2 separate regions of the Mus musculus genome follow, and region 2 is linked to region 1. The links are chromatin contacts, called in public Micro-C maps. All regions are on one chromosome and are shown on one strand. Each heading gives the region's core, a stretch centred on a gene start, on an enhancer-like site or on the middle of the called end of the contact. The rest is flanking DNA. Distances are from core to core; before and after follow the strand shown.

Region 1 (6,092 bases), core at 2,080-4,579:
ATCAAGTTTTGAGGGGATAGGGTTACTCCCAAATGATTTCTTCTCTTCAGTTTTATTTATGTAATTTTTTTCCCCTTTTAGATGTTATCTGCAGACTGCAATGCTAGCTAGCACCCTTTCCTAGTGAGAAACAGAGTCTGGAAACAGAATCTCTTGACTTCCAGGTGGGCAAATGATTTGAGTAACTCCGAAGCTCGAAATAAGGATTTGTTAAGAAAGATCTTAAAACTTAAAACCATAACCTGCCCATGGTTGGGTATACCTTAGAGGTAAAACACGATTTCAGCAAACAGGAGCCCCTAGAGTCCACCCCAATCAATAAAAGGAAAGAAAAGGGCTGGAGAGATGGGTCAGGGGCTAAAAGCACTGGTTGCTCACCCTGAGTTCAATTCCCAGCAACCACACGGTGGCCCGCAACCATCTGTAATAGGATCTGGTGCCCTCTTCTGGTGTGTCTGAAGACAGTAACAGGGCACTCATACATAAAATAAATAAAAATAAAATCTTTAAAGGAAGAAAGGGAGATCACTAGTTTGCGAGTAACCGCTCCCGCCCCCCCAAGGCTTTGTATGTCTTCATTCCCGTGCCTGTGGGGTGTTGGGAATCTAACGCCCAGGAAAACAGAGCCCTCTGAGCTTTAGCACTGTATGGGTAACTTGCTCCCAGCCACATCTGTCCTTTGATGTGAAGTTTTGTTTTACAGCTGGCTTTTAGACAGCCAAGAGGTCTCAGGTCAACTACAATGAAGCGCCCTAGCTAGGGTCCTCGGTAGGTTATTGAGGTCCATGACTTCCGGGCCAAAGAAACCCGACCCTGGCATTCCTGGGCTCCTGCGTGGCTGGGACCTTTTTCTAGTTTATTTCTCCGACCAGCTTCTTCACCCCTGCATGGAATCACACTCAGGACAGACGCCTCCACCCCACCCTATCCCTTCCACCCCCATGAAACCCCCCGTTTGTCCTGAAGCTCCGCTGCAAGGGGCCCGCCAGGCTCCCCCAGACATCTATGACAACAGCAGACGCCGCGCCAGGAGCACACACGAGCTGTCTCCAAGCCGGATCCTTGCCAGCGACTCGGTGGGGGGAAGAGCTGCCTGGAGAAGGCTAATCATTCCCAGTCAGGCTGGCTGCAGCCCACTGCGGCTGCGCGGAGGCAGCTGTGGGCCCATTGTTCACGCAAGCAGTGGCCCAGGGCTTAGGGAGGACTCCAGGCCCAGACTCGGTGCTCAGAAGTGGTCAGAATTATGGAATTTAAACTGTCCACCACTTAAAGGAGTGGCCTCATGTCCAGTATCTTGATAAATCACCCAGAAAGCTGCAGCGGGAAGCGATGATCTTCAGGGAGGATCTTGATGGTTTTTTCTTTTCAGATTATGCACATGACCAAGATAAAATACCTTTCAGAGTCTCATTTACATAAATTACATGGCTCTGAAATGCCAATTTCGTATCCCGACAGGTCTGTCTTTCAGCCAAGGGAGCTTTTACATGTGAGTTTCACTAGGTAACTCCACCCTCTTTCATCTATACTTAGTTACACTGGTTTGTCTTTTATTACTGTAAGCATGGCTTTGGAGTCCAGGAAATGAAAGCATTGGTATTTTGGTTCATTTATTCATTCACTTTAAAAGGAGACCAATACTTTTGTGATGTAAAGATGTTTCCGGGGCAGCAATGGCAGCTTTTGCCGGAAGAGCGGATTTAACAATAAATTCATTATTCTTGCAGAATTTTTCTGGTGCCAGGAAAGCAACGTGAGTGGAGCCTCACAGGCTGGGATGGGGGTGGGAGGCTCCGAGCCCATGGGAATTCAACCAGCAGAAAGGACTTCAGACCCTCCTGGGTTCACTGCAATCAAGCGAAAATAACTCCCACCACAAAATAGCAAGTTAACTGCTTCTCAAGTGTAGATAGCCGGAGATTGGAAAAGGGATGAGTTCACAGTTGGTATCCCGTCTAAACTGCACCCCCACAGTTCCTGGCAACAACCAGGTAGGCTTGGTCCACTATAAAGGGGGCTGCTTGGTGACTAATTTAACCCTCAAGTTCTGTCTCCTCCATTTGCGGTCACGTGGTGGAGGTGAAAGTCCCAACTTATCTCGCCTCCTTCTGGCGGTCAGTTCCACCAGAAAGTGTCCCAGAACTGCCAATCACCAGCACCTTATTAGCATACGAAAGACTTTATCTCGGCAAAGGTTGGGAGGAATTTAGGAGTAAGCCCAAGTCACAGTGATAAATACAAAGACAACAGACTCAAAATACAAACAGGACAGTAGAAACACCAAAGAGAATTTTAGGTAGATACTTGTAAGTTGTACCTTAAAGTAAGTACAGGTGGAGCTTGTAAGGCTTGATATCATACACAAAAATTGTAATGGAGTTTGAGATGAGAACTGGGTCCAGGATGATAATTATGTAGTTTGGATCATTGAACATGGGGGGGGGGGGGTGTCCCTCGATTCAAGGAACACCTGGAATATTCGATTATTTTAATAAGAGTCTCTGAGCTACCCTGGTTTCTACCTTTTTAATTTCAAGACCCTGTAGTTCTTCAGTGGACCACAGATGCATATAAATAACTTTAGTCAAAGTAATACCCAAATCATGGGATGTGGTGTTGAGACAATCCTGTCTCTCATAAGTGAAAGCTTCTGACTTGTGGGTGTTATGACCAGTAGAGTTTATGCCAAAGTCCGTGGCTGCAAACTTTTTGCCATGTAGTAGGTCCCTGGTTTACTGCAATGTTACGGATTTCCATGCTATCAGAGTGAATATTTCCATAGGTGATAGTTTGGTCAGGTAGAGCTCTGCAGAAATGAAATACAAAGTTAAACCTGAGAAGGCTAGGCTGACTCCATGACAGGCTTCAGATTGGCAGTTCAGGAGACGAGGCCTACATCCTTGTTTCCAAGAACTGGGCAAGTCCAGGCAAGTCCAGGCCTCAGAAGCTGCCCTGCCACCTGGTCTGAGGCACGGACAATTGGGTCAACAGTAGTTTCCAGACCTCTCCAGCAACAGTTTCTAGCCCCCACACCCAGGTAATGGTTCTGGAATGTCCCTAGAGATGAAGCAAGATAATGTGCTTCCCCTAATGTGCTTTAAGTCTGGCCTGCGAGTTCACTTGCTTATCTCTCTATCTTGGTAATGTGAGACCCTAACATGCTGAACTTCTGCAGAATAAAACACTCTTTGTGTTTACACACTATTTGAGACCAGGGTATCATTCTTCAGGGAATCGTGAACTCCTACCACTCAGACCATGTATTTATCTCAGAGTGAATCATCAGCCCTTCCACAGTGGAAGGCACTCAGAGTAGTCAAGCAAGTGACTCACAGGTCAGCTTGAGGGATGAGAACGTATCCAAGTCTGTTGCTGGCAGGTTGGATATGCAGCAGTATAGAGACCCTGAGTATTTATCTATTGTCATGTCAATTCATGGACTTCACCTCTGCTCCTGAGGGCACTTTGCTCATTGTCACTGTGGTAAGCGATGACAAATGTTGGGTGCTACATCTCTTCTTTACACTTCCATCTATGTGCTCTAACTGGTTTTCTTGTTGTTGTGACAAAAATACCTGGAAAAAAAAAGCAATTTAAGGGAGAAAACACGTGTTCTGGCTTACAGTTTGAAGGGATACCTTCCATCATTGTAGAGAAGGCATGGTGGCAGGTGCAAGAGACCAGCTGGTGACATTGTGCCTACAGGCAGGAAGAAGGGAGCAAAGAATGCTGGTACATAGCTAGGTTTCTCCTTTTTATGCAATCCAGGGCCCAAGCCCAAGGAATGGTAAAGTCCACCATTGGGGTGTGTCTTTGCATTTCAATTAAACTAATCTAGATCATCCCTTGTAGACACACCCAGAAGATTGTCTCATTAGTAATTCTAAATCATCTCAGGTAGACAATAAAGTTAACAGCCCCAGGCCCAAAATCCATTGTCCCTTAATCTTAATCTTCCTTCTCTTGGGCTCCTGACAAGCCAGCTATACCACACACTACTTCCAATGAATTAGATTACATTCTATCTTGTGGCCACTTCTCTGACCACACACACCAGTCCAAGTCTTGCCTGTGCCTTTTCTTCTCAGCCAGTTCTCACAACCACTCTAAAGCATGTAGTAGTATAACGCATCCTTTTTTTTTTCTCTCACATACCAAGCTGATTAATTGGTGAATCAAGCTTGATTTATTTTTTTCCTCCTCCAGGAACTAGTTGTAAGGGTTGTAAACCCAGAATGAGATGAAGAAGGGAAAGAGGGGAGATGATGTAACAATGGTGGGTGACGCACAGGGTTGAGCCCCCTGTTTATCCAGATGGCTTGTGTCCTCTTGTCCTGCTGTTGTACCATTGTGGGTGGATTCCTACAAGGTCCTCTGACTCACTAAACTGAAATCTCATGTAGGATGAGCAATTTTTGGTGAATAATTTCACATATGAGTAGTTTTAGACAGCTGGTATTCCATGCTCAGACACTCAATCAGGGCTCAAATATGTCTTCGTTTTCTCAACAGAGGTTAAATGTTCCACTGTGGCTAAGACAGTCTTGATTCATAATCCTGGGGATCTGAACTTGATTGTGTAGGTCTTGTCGTATGCATCATTTTCTACCACTGCTTTTCTGGGGTGAAATCCATAGGTTCTGGAAGGTGATATGATCCAAGCTCCAGCATGGCTAGCACTATAACCTTTTCTGCTTAGACCCCACACTACATAAGTAAACTTGCATCCATAGACTAAGGCTGGGAAATATGGCTCAGTTGGTGCACTGCTTGGTTAGTGTGCATGAAGCTCTGAGTTAAATTCCCAGCTCCACATAAAACCAATCAGGCCTAGTGATGCATAGCAGTTAATCCCAGAACTCAGGATGTAGAGGTGGGAGGGTCATCGAAGGGTACATGGCAAGTTCAGGATCAACCTGATGCATGAAACCCCTGACCAAACCAAATACAACAAGCAAGGTCTCTATGCTCAAGCTCCATCCAGTGTGGAATCAGAGCCTTCTCCTGGCTGCCTGCAGAAGACAATCTCCATTTTACTTCCTTCAGATCAAGATGCAGAACTCTTGGCTCCTCCAGCACCATGTCTGCCTGCACACTGCCATGCTTCCCACTATGGTGATAATAGAGTTAACCTCTGAAAGTGTAAACCAGCCCCAATTAAATGTTTTTCTTCACAAGAGTTGCCTTGGTCATGATATCTCTTCACAGCAATAAGACTCGAACTAAGGCAATATATATGTATATACATGTATACATATATGTATATAACATTTTATATGTTGGGAGACTTATAAACAATAAAAACTATGTTTTTATAGTTATGCAGGCTGAGAAGTCAAGGTTACAGTACTAGTAGATTTGATGTCTGGTGAGGCCCCACATAGATGTTGCTTTCTTGGTAAGTCCTTCTATGACAGAGGGACAAACAAGTTTTCTCATGCTTCTCTGGTCATTAATTTCATCAGGAGGGATTTGTCTCATGACATATTACCTCTCAAAAGCCCTATACCTTAATGCTACAAGTTTGAGATTTAGGTTTCAATCTATAAGCTCTGGAGGCACACAAACACTCAGGCCATAGCAATAAATGAGGTGTGGACCAAGGTCCAAGTAATGGGCCTACAAGCTCCATAGTCATTTTCTCTGTCTCTGAGTGTGTAATTTTAGGAAAGATATACTTGGTGGTTGGTACAACCTTATATTAGTATGTGGAGTAAGGGTTATCATTATAAGGAAGGCAAAAAGAAATCCCTGAAGTTGTCCCATAAATAGCGAGTCGAAATCAATTGTGAATCCCAAGAAGATGAGAGAAATGTGCTTTTCTCAAGGTTATAACTACACTTGATTCTCCAGTCTGGCTTAGTCCAAAGCCAGTGGAACCCTGGAAGACACAGTAAGTTAGTACAGACTCAACCAAGCCACAATTCTAATTGACATTTGAGGTGGCAGATGTGGAGATGAACATGGTCTCCATACATGACTCGCCACCGATGATCTGGCAAATGCATTATTTTCTACCTTTATCATAAAAGAGGATCAGAATAGTTTTTACTCCCAGAGAATAAATGATCCACTCATGTGGTTTTTAATTA
Region 2 (6,092 bases), core at 1,086-3,585, 86 kb after region 1:
GCTCACAGGCTCACAATCAGCCACCTTTCTTATATCTCCCAACACCCCCTGCCCAAGCGTGTGCATAGTCCCCAGTGGGGTGGACCTTCCCATATCAACAACAACAACAACAACAGAAACAACAAATGCCTGGCAGTCCACAGGCTGATCACAGGCATTCCCCCAGTTGAGGTACCTCCTGCCATGAGACGATAGTTTGTGTCAAGTTGACAAAATAAAACAAAACCAAACACAAACAAAAACCAAAATGAAACAAAACAATTAAAACTAACAAAAAATCAAGCAGCATAATAAATAAGGAATTAAATTGATGTGAATTCTTCATCTAGGAGTCAAATTTTGCCACATCTTTGTGCAGCTCCAGATGAAGGTTCTGATGTCTCTGCTGGGAAAAGAGAAGATCTTTAGTTTTGGAAAAAACCCAGCAAACCTCTAAGACTGCTCTGGACTCCATGCAGCTGGGTATTGCACATCTCTTATTGGTGTGTGCATTTTGCATTAAAACAAACCAAACAACATCACAATAGAGTTCTTCACATTTCTCTCTGCACTTTACAGTGTTCTCCCTGGAAGTAACAGGCAGCTCAACACTCTGTCTCTGTCTCTTCATTTTGATGGCAAAGAGGCTGGTTCTTGTCCGAGTACTTAAAGGCCTTGGAAGGCGTTATTGTGAAAGGAGAAATTTCAACACTACCACTGGATCATTTCATAACCAAGAGAATAGCCAGTGGAAAAATTTGTGCCTTCTGTCTAAAGTAGTGGTTTTCAACCTTCCTAATGCTTTGACCCTTTAATACTGTTCCTCATGTTGTGGTAACCCCCAACCATAAAATTATTTTTGCTGCTACCTCATAACTATAATTCTCCTACTATTAGGAATCATAATGTAAATACTTGACATGCAGGATATCTGATATCTGACTCCTGTGAAAGGGTTGTTCAAACCCAAAGATGTCGAGACCACAGATTAAGGACCACTGGTTTAAATAGACAGATAGTTCTGCATAACGCAGGCTTCTACCTAGATCTTGAGTTGGGATGGTGGCGGGGGGTGCAGGGGAGACAAGAAGTAGAAAAGCTATCTGGGGACGGCTGAAGAAAGCTACACATAGATTGCACATTAGACCCCTGCTGCTCTGAGTCTGGGATGTTGAAGAGTAGCAGCAGTAGCATTTTGGCTGCCCCCACACCACTGATGGACATGCTGAACAAACCCTATACAGACAGCACAGTTGTATCAATGTTATTCTTTTTGTATTTCATAATGGTATCACTAGAGAAGAGAGAGAAAGAGAGAGAGAGAGAGAGAGAGAGAGAGAGAGAGAGAGAGAGAGAGAGAGAGAGAGAGTTTTCTAAGAGGAAGAGATCAGAAGCAAATCTCTAACTCATACCTCATACATACTGAAGGTGAAGTTTCTAAGGGTACAGGACCCCAGAATCTTGGATGACACAATGAATTATGGGGATGAAGTCATTAGCAGCTTCCAGGTGACACTGGGCAGGTAGGAAGACATGCGCTGCACCAGGAGTATGGTAGAGTTAAGCTAATCCTCACAGGAAGAGGGCCTAAGATCCATGCCTAAGATCTACAGGGATCTACTCCCACTACAGACAAGCCATTTTCAACTGGAGGACAGTTTAAAATTCCTTCATTCCACGGTTGCAATTCTTTTTTTTTTTTTTTCTCTCTCTCTCTCCTTTATTACAGCTTCACCACCAACTTCAACTTTAGTGTACTGGTGACAAAACAGAATGTCCAGTGCCCCTTGCGTGTGTGACAGGGAAGAAGTGAGACGTGCCCTGATGGAAACTTTTTTTGAGGTAGCAGATTTACTCTAAGGGGTAGCAGTCCCTGGGCTGGGGTGTACTTTGTAGGAGTTGTCTCCAGAGGTTGCTAACACCTGATGTCTTTTTTTTTTTAAATGTACTTCCACCTTGTGCATCTATATATTTTTGTGCTCAGTATTGAACTTTAGAATATTCTAGGTGTGTATGCTCCTCACACTAACTGCATTAAGTGTAAGTGCATATAGTATTCACTTCGTATTTCAACTCACTTTTTTTCTTTTTAAAAAAGACTTACTTATTTACTTTATTTATATGAGTACACTGTTACTGTCTTCAGACACAACAGAAGAGGGCATCAGATCCCATCGCAGATGGTTGTGAGCCACCATGTGGTAGCTGGGAATTGAACTCAGGACCTCTGGAAGAGCAGTCAGTGCTCTTAACTGCTGAGCCGGCTCTCCAGCCCCACCCCGTGTCCTTTAAAGTGTCATTGTTTCCTTGGTGGATCAGAGTGCTGTGTTCGGGGTAACCTTTGCTGGGACCTCCCCAGCAGCTGTCCCATAACAGGAAGTGGTAAGGATGAGCCTTCCACAGCCTCATCTGTCTGCGGCCCTAGAGGCTGTTGAGTCATGGCAGGGAATTTATTTCAAATAAAACCCAGCATAAAGCAAGGGCTGGAGGAAGGTTCTCCACCCACCTCCCGTTCCAAATTCCACTCAGGTTTGGAACCGAGCTGAACAATTTTCATTTTGAAAGATGAAAAGGTGGAAGAAAGAATTCGGCCTCTTTTTTTTTCTTTTTTTCCCCCCCTAACAGTAGAGAAAGATAAGCATCTCTCTCCAAAGGTTCAAGGTCATGTTTACTCCTCTGGAATTCTCCTCGCCAGTTGTTTTTGCAGCACAATGCTACCCATGAGGCCTAACCCAAGAGAACCAGACATTCCCGACTGACTCAAATAATTCCGTCTTCTGACTGTAACCTTCTGGCACCTCCACGGTTTCCAGATTTGTTCCAGTTTTCATCACACCCTGGGATGCCGAGTGGCAGGATCAAGCACAAGATGCCTTCTTCACTGCCCGGCTGGTTGCCTGCCTACCACCAGGCTGCAGATACAGGGTGCAGAGCATCTAGAGTGAAACAAAAATTCCATTCAAGGATTTCGTTCTCGTCCACACATGAGAGGCAGAAATGGTTTTATGGTTTATTTTCGTGATGGGACATCTTAGAAAGCAACAAAAGGTGAATTCCTAATTGGCAATTATTGATTGTTGAGGAACTCATTTTTGCCTGATTAAGGGAGTCACTAAAAATCCCACACAAACCCGTCAAAAAGACTTCGTCTTGCCGTAGTCACTAGGGGAAAGGAAAATGACAATATGGATTGTTAAGCCATGTGACTTTCAACTACAGAGCAATTTGACTCTTTTTCTGAAGGCAAGTCATGTCTCTAGAAACCCCGAACAGTAACGCTAAATCCTTTCCACTTTTCTTAGGTGGATGCAGACATGATCGCAGCTGGGAGCTGGGATGTCTGTGTACACGTGATACAGCGTAGTTGTTTCTGTTCTCGGTCTACAAGAGACAAGAGATGACTTTCTGAGACTGGGGTGAACCCTTCCATACTGTGTCTGTCCCATGCAGGCCAGGCTCATTGCACTTAGGTACTCTGGGATAATTGCCCCCTTGCCAAACATACTCCTCTGAATTATTTCATAAAACCACTTGATAAATGGCTTTATCAAGGCCATTGTGTCTTGAAGAACTTAAATTAGTCCCAGCTGAGTTTCTCTTCAGTTAAAATAGATTTAAGTAAAATGTAAGCGTAAAGCTGTTTCCATTTTAACGGCTGAAGCACATTCTGGCACCAAGCGCACCACCTTCTTTAGACATTTATGACTTTTGTGTTTGTTGGAAGCGAACGAGACCTCAGGTGGCTGTATCTACTTCTTATATTTATGACTTTTGTGTTTGTTGGATGCAAACAAGTTCTCGATTTTCTATCTGTAAAATAAAACAAGAACAGCTGCTTCATAAGGCTCTCGGAGTGATTAAAAGAGCTAACGTACCCTGAGCACTGGGCACGCAGGGGCACGCAGGGGCACGCAGGGGGCACGCAGGGGCACGCAGGGGCACGCAGGGGGCACGCAGGGGCACGCAGGGGGCACGCAGGGGCACGCAGGGGGCACGCAGGGGCACGCAGGGGCACGCAGGGGATGCTTCTGAACTGTTTAATCCCTTCACCTCAGTGCAGATGCACACACGTGGTATGTGTGGCTGACTTAACTGTGTTAGTTTCTGTTTTCAAGTGACCATGCATTGTAAAACAATGAATTTTATCAGTAATTCAGAGGTGTGTGTGTGCGCGTGTGCGCGCACGCACTCTACCTACCTTTTAACCATTTACTTGGGGGTATGGCTTATTGGGAAAAGCACTGGTCTAATGTGCAAGATTTTATCCCAACACCACAAGATAAAGCCAAAGAACTAAATCTAGAGTTTTATCTTAGTTTCTCTGAGGTGCCCGGTCCTTTCCCATGCTTTCCCCACATGATTCTTTCTTGCTCAGCTGTGCACGTTTGTAGACTTCTTTCTTGTATTGCGTGCTCCTCCCCCACTGGCCATCCTGTTTCCTTTTCTAATAATCTCACCTTTCCTTTAAGGCTCCTTCGAAATGTCCTTTTATCTATGAAATCACCTTCAATTCCCTTAATGCAAAAATAATCTCTAGCTCACAGTCATTTTCGTGGCACTTAAAAAAATACAACTTTACATCTAAAATAGGGCCAATGAAGAAAAGCTGCAAAGGTTGCAGAGATGTCTCTCACGTACACCTTAGGCCAGTTCTCTAATGTTTACATCTCAGCATGGTAGATTTGTCCAAACTAAGAAGTGTTAGTTCAATCTAGAAGGGAGGGAGGAGTGGAGTGGGGTATTGTGTTGTTTTTAGAACGAGATAGTTCTCCGACAGAAGAACCACCAGAGAGCCGACCATTTAGATCCTACCACGGGTGGCAGCTATTTCCCCTGAGATTTCATCTTCCCTGAGTATCGATGGGTGGTTTATAGTTTCGAAGAGAAGGAAAGGACATTTTCTTAGGTGGTATAACCCCTGGCAGGGACCTCACTTTTGCACATGATCTTTAGCCAGCTAACCTAGGATAGAATAAGAAACCAGGGCTGGCGAGATGGCTCAGTGGGTAAGAGCACTGTCTGTTCTTCCAAAGGTCCAGAGTTCAAATCCCAGCAACCACATGGTGGCTCACAACCACCCGTAATGAGCTCTGACGCCCTCTTCTGGTTCGTCTGAAGTCAGCTACAGTGTACTTATGTACCATAATAAATAAATCTTTGAAAAAAAAAAAAGAATAAGAAACCAAATAAAATACAGTGCTGGAACAAGAAGAGGAGGAAGAGGAGGAAAGGGGAGGAGGAGGAGAAGAAGAAGAGGGGAGGAGGAGAGGGGAGGAGAAGAAAAGAAGCAGATAGAGGAGTATCTGGGAAGAGGGGATCAGCGGGAGGCTGAGGGGACGAATGTGCTCAGCACACAAGTCTCACAGTGAAAATGGCCATTCTTTAAAATTAAAGATTACCACCTAACTTTTGCACTTTTCATGTAAATTGTAACTGCCTGTGGACTCTAAGCTCCCTGAGGTCAGGCCTTGTGGTCCCAAGCTTACCTTCTCTGTAATATGTCCAAGAGTTTGCTTACTGTGGATCACAAAGTAGACACTTAAATAATGCTGCCGGTGAAGTGGGAGTGGGCGATGGCCTCAGCTGCCAACCTCCATCAAATCCCGTCTTATATTTTGCTTTTTTTTTTTAAATTACACTTATTAAAGCAGGACAAATGCATAGAAAAATATGACTATAAATAAACCCAACGAATTGTGGCAGAATGAAAATTACCACCCGGTTCCTCAAATAGAATGCTTCCTGCACTCCAGCAGCCCCCGGGAGTCCCGCCCAGTAACGACTGCCCATCATCTTGACTTCTTGTCCTGTCCTCACTTTCATTTTAATAACAGGACTCGGTTGTTGCGGTAATAGTTATAACGCAAACCACGTTTACACTATAATTATATCCAGACAAAGTGGCATGAATCTATTAAAATTTTAAAAAGTCACTGACTCAGGCAAGTGCACTGCAGTAGACATTCCAACAAGCAAACAATGCCCATTGTCCTCGTGGCTGACACAGCCTCTGCTTTGAGGCTGAGCTCGCGGTTGGGTGTACCCGCTTAGGACTGAGGGCATTTCCGGTCCTGACAACGGCAGGCCAGTGTAGGAAGCAGGACATAAACCAT

The links. Hi-C and Micro-C count contacts between places; a contact is called where the count stands out from the background.
Region 2: a Micro-C map of muscle stem cells shows a contact between it and region 1, with 5 times the contacts expected there. The contact joins two enhancer-like sites. A contact is called at or near these places in 16 of 484 Hi-C or Micro-C datasets (the C2C12 cell line, the N1E-115 cell line, adipose-derived mesenchymal stem cells and 9 more) and 5 of 115 datasets of contacts at active chromatin or transcription factors (CD8 T cells, embryonic fibroblasts, embryonic midbrain and 2 more).

The regions. Positions count from the first base shown.
Region 1 is chr13:104,517,397-104,523,488 of GRCm38.p6, forward strand. No RefSeq gene overlaps it. Among named protein-coding and RNA genes, the nearest start is that of Adamts6, 230 kb to the left of the region's middle. Within about 2 kb of position 3,330, at least 61 of the 459 cell types and tissues checked have an H3K27ac peak or open chromatin away from gene starts, as enhancers often do. A contact at or near this core is called in the C2C12 cell line, beige adipocytes, embryonic fibroblasts and 2 more, where this site is marked.
Region 2 is chr13:104,604,641-104,610,732 of GRCm38.p6, forward strand. No RefSeq gene overlaps it. Among named protein-coding and RNA genes, the nearest start is that of Cwc27, 210 kb to the right of the region's middle. Within about 2 kb of position 2,336, at least 82 of the 459 cell types and tissues checked have an H3K27ac peak or open chromatin away from gene starts, as enhancers often do. A contact at or near this core is called in the C2C12 cell line, beige adipocytes, embryonic fibroblasts and 2 more, where this site is marked.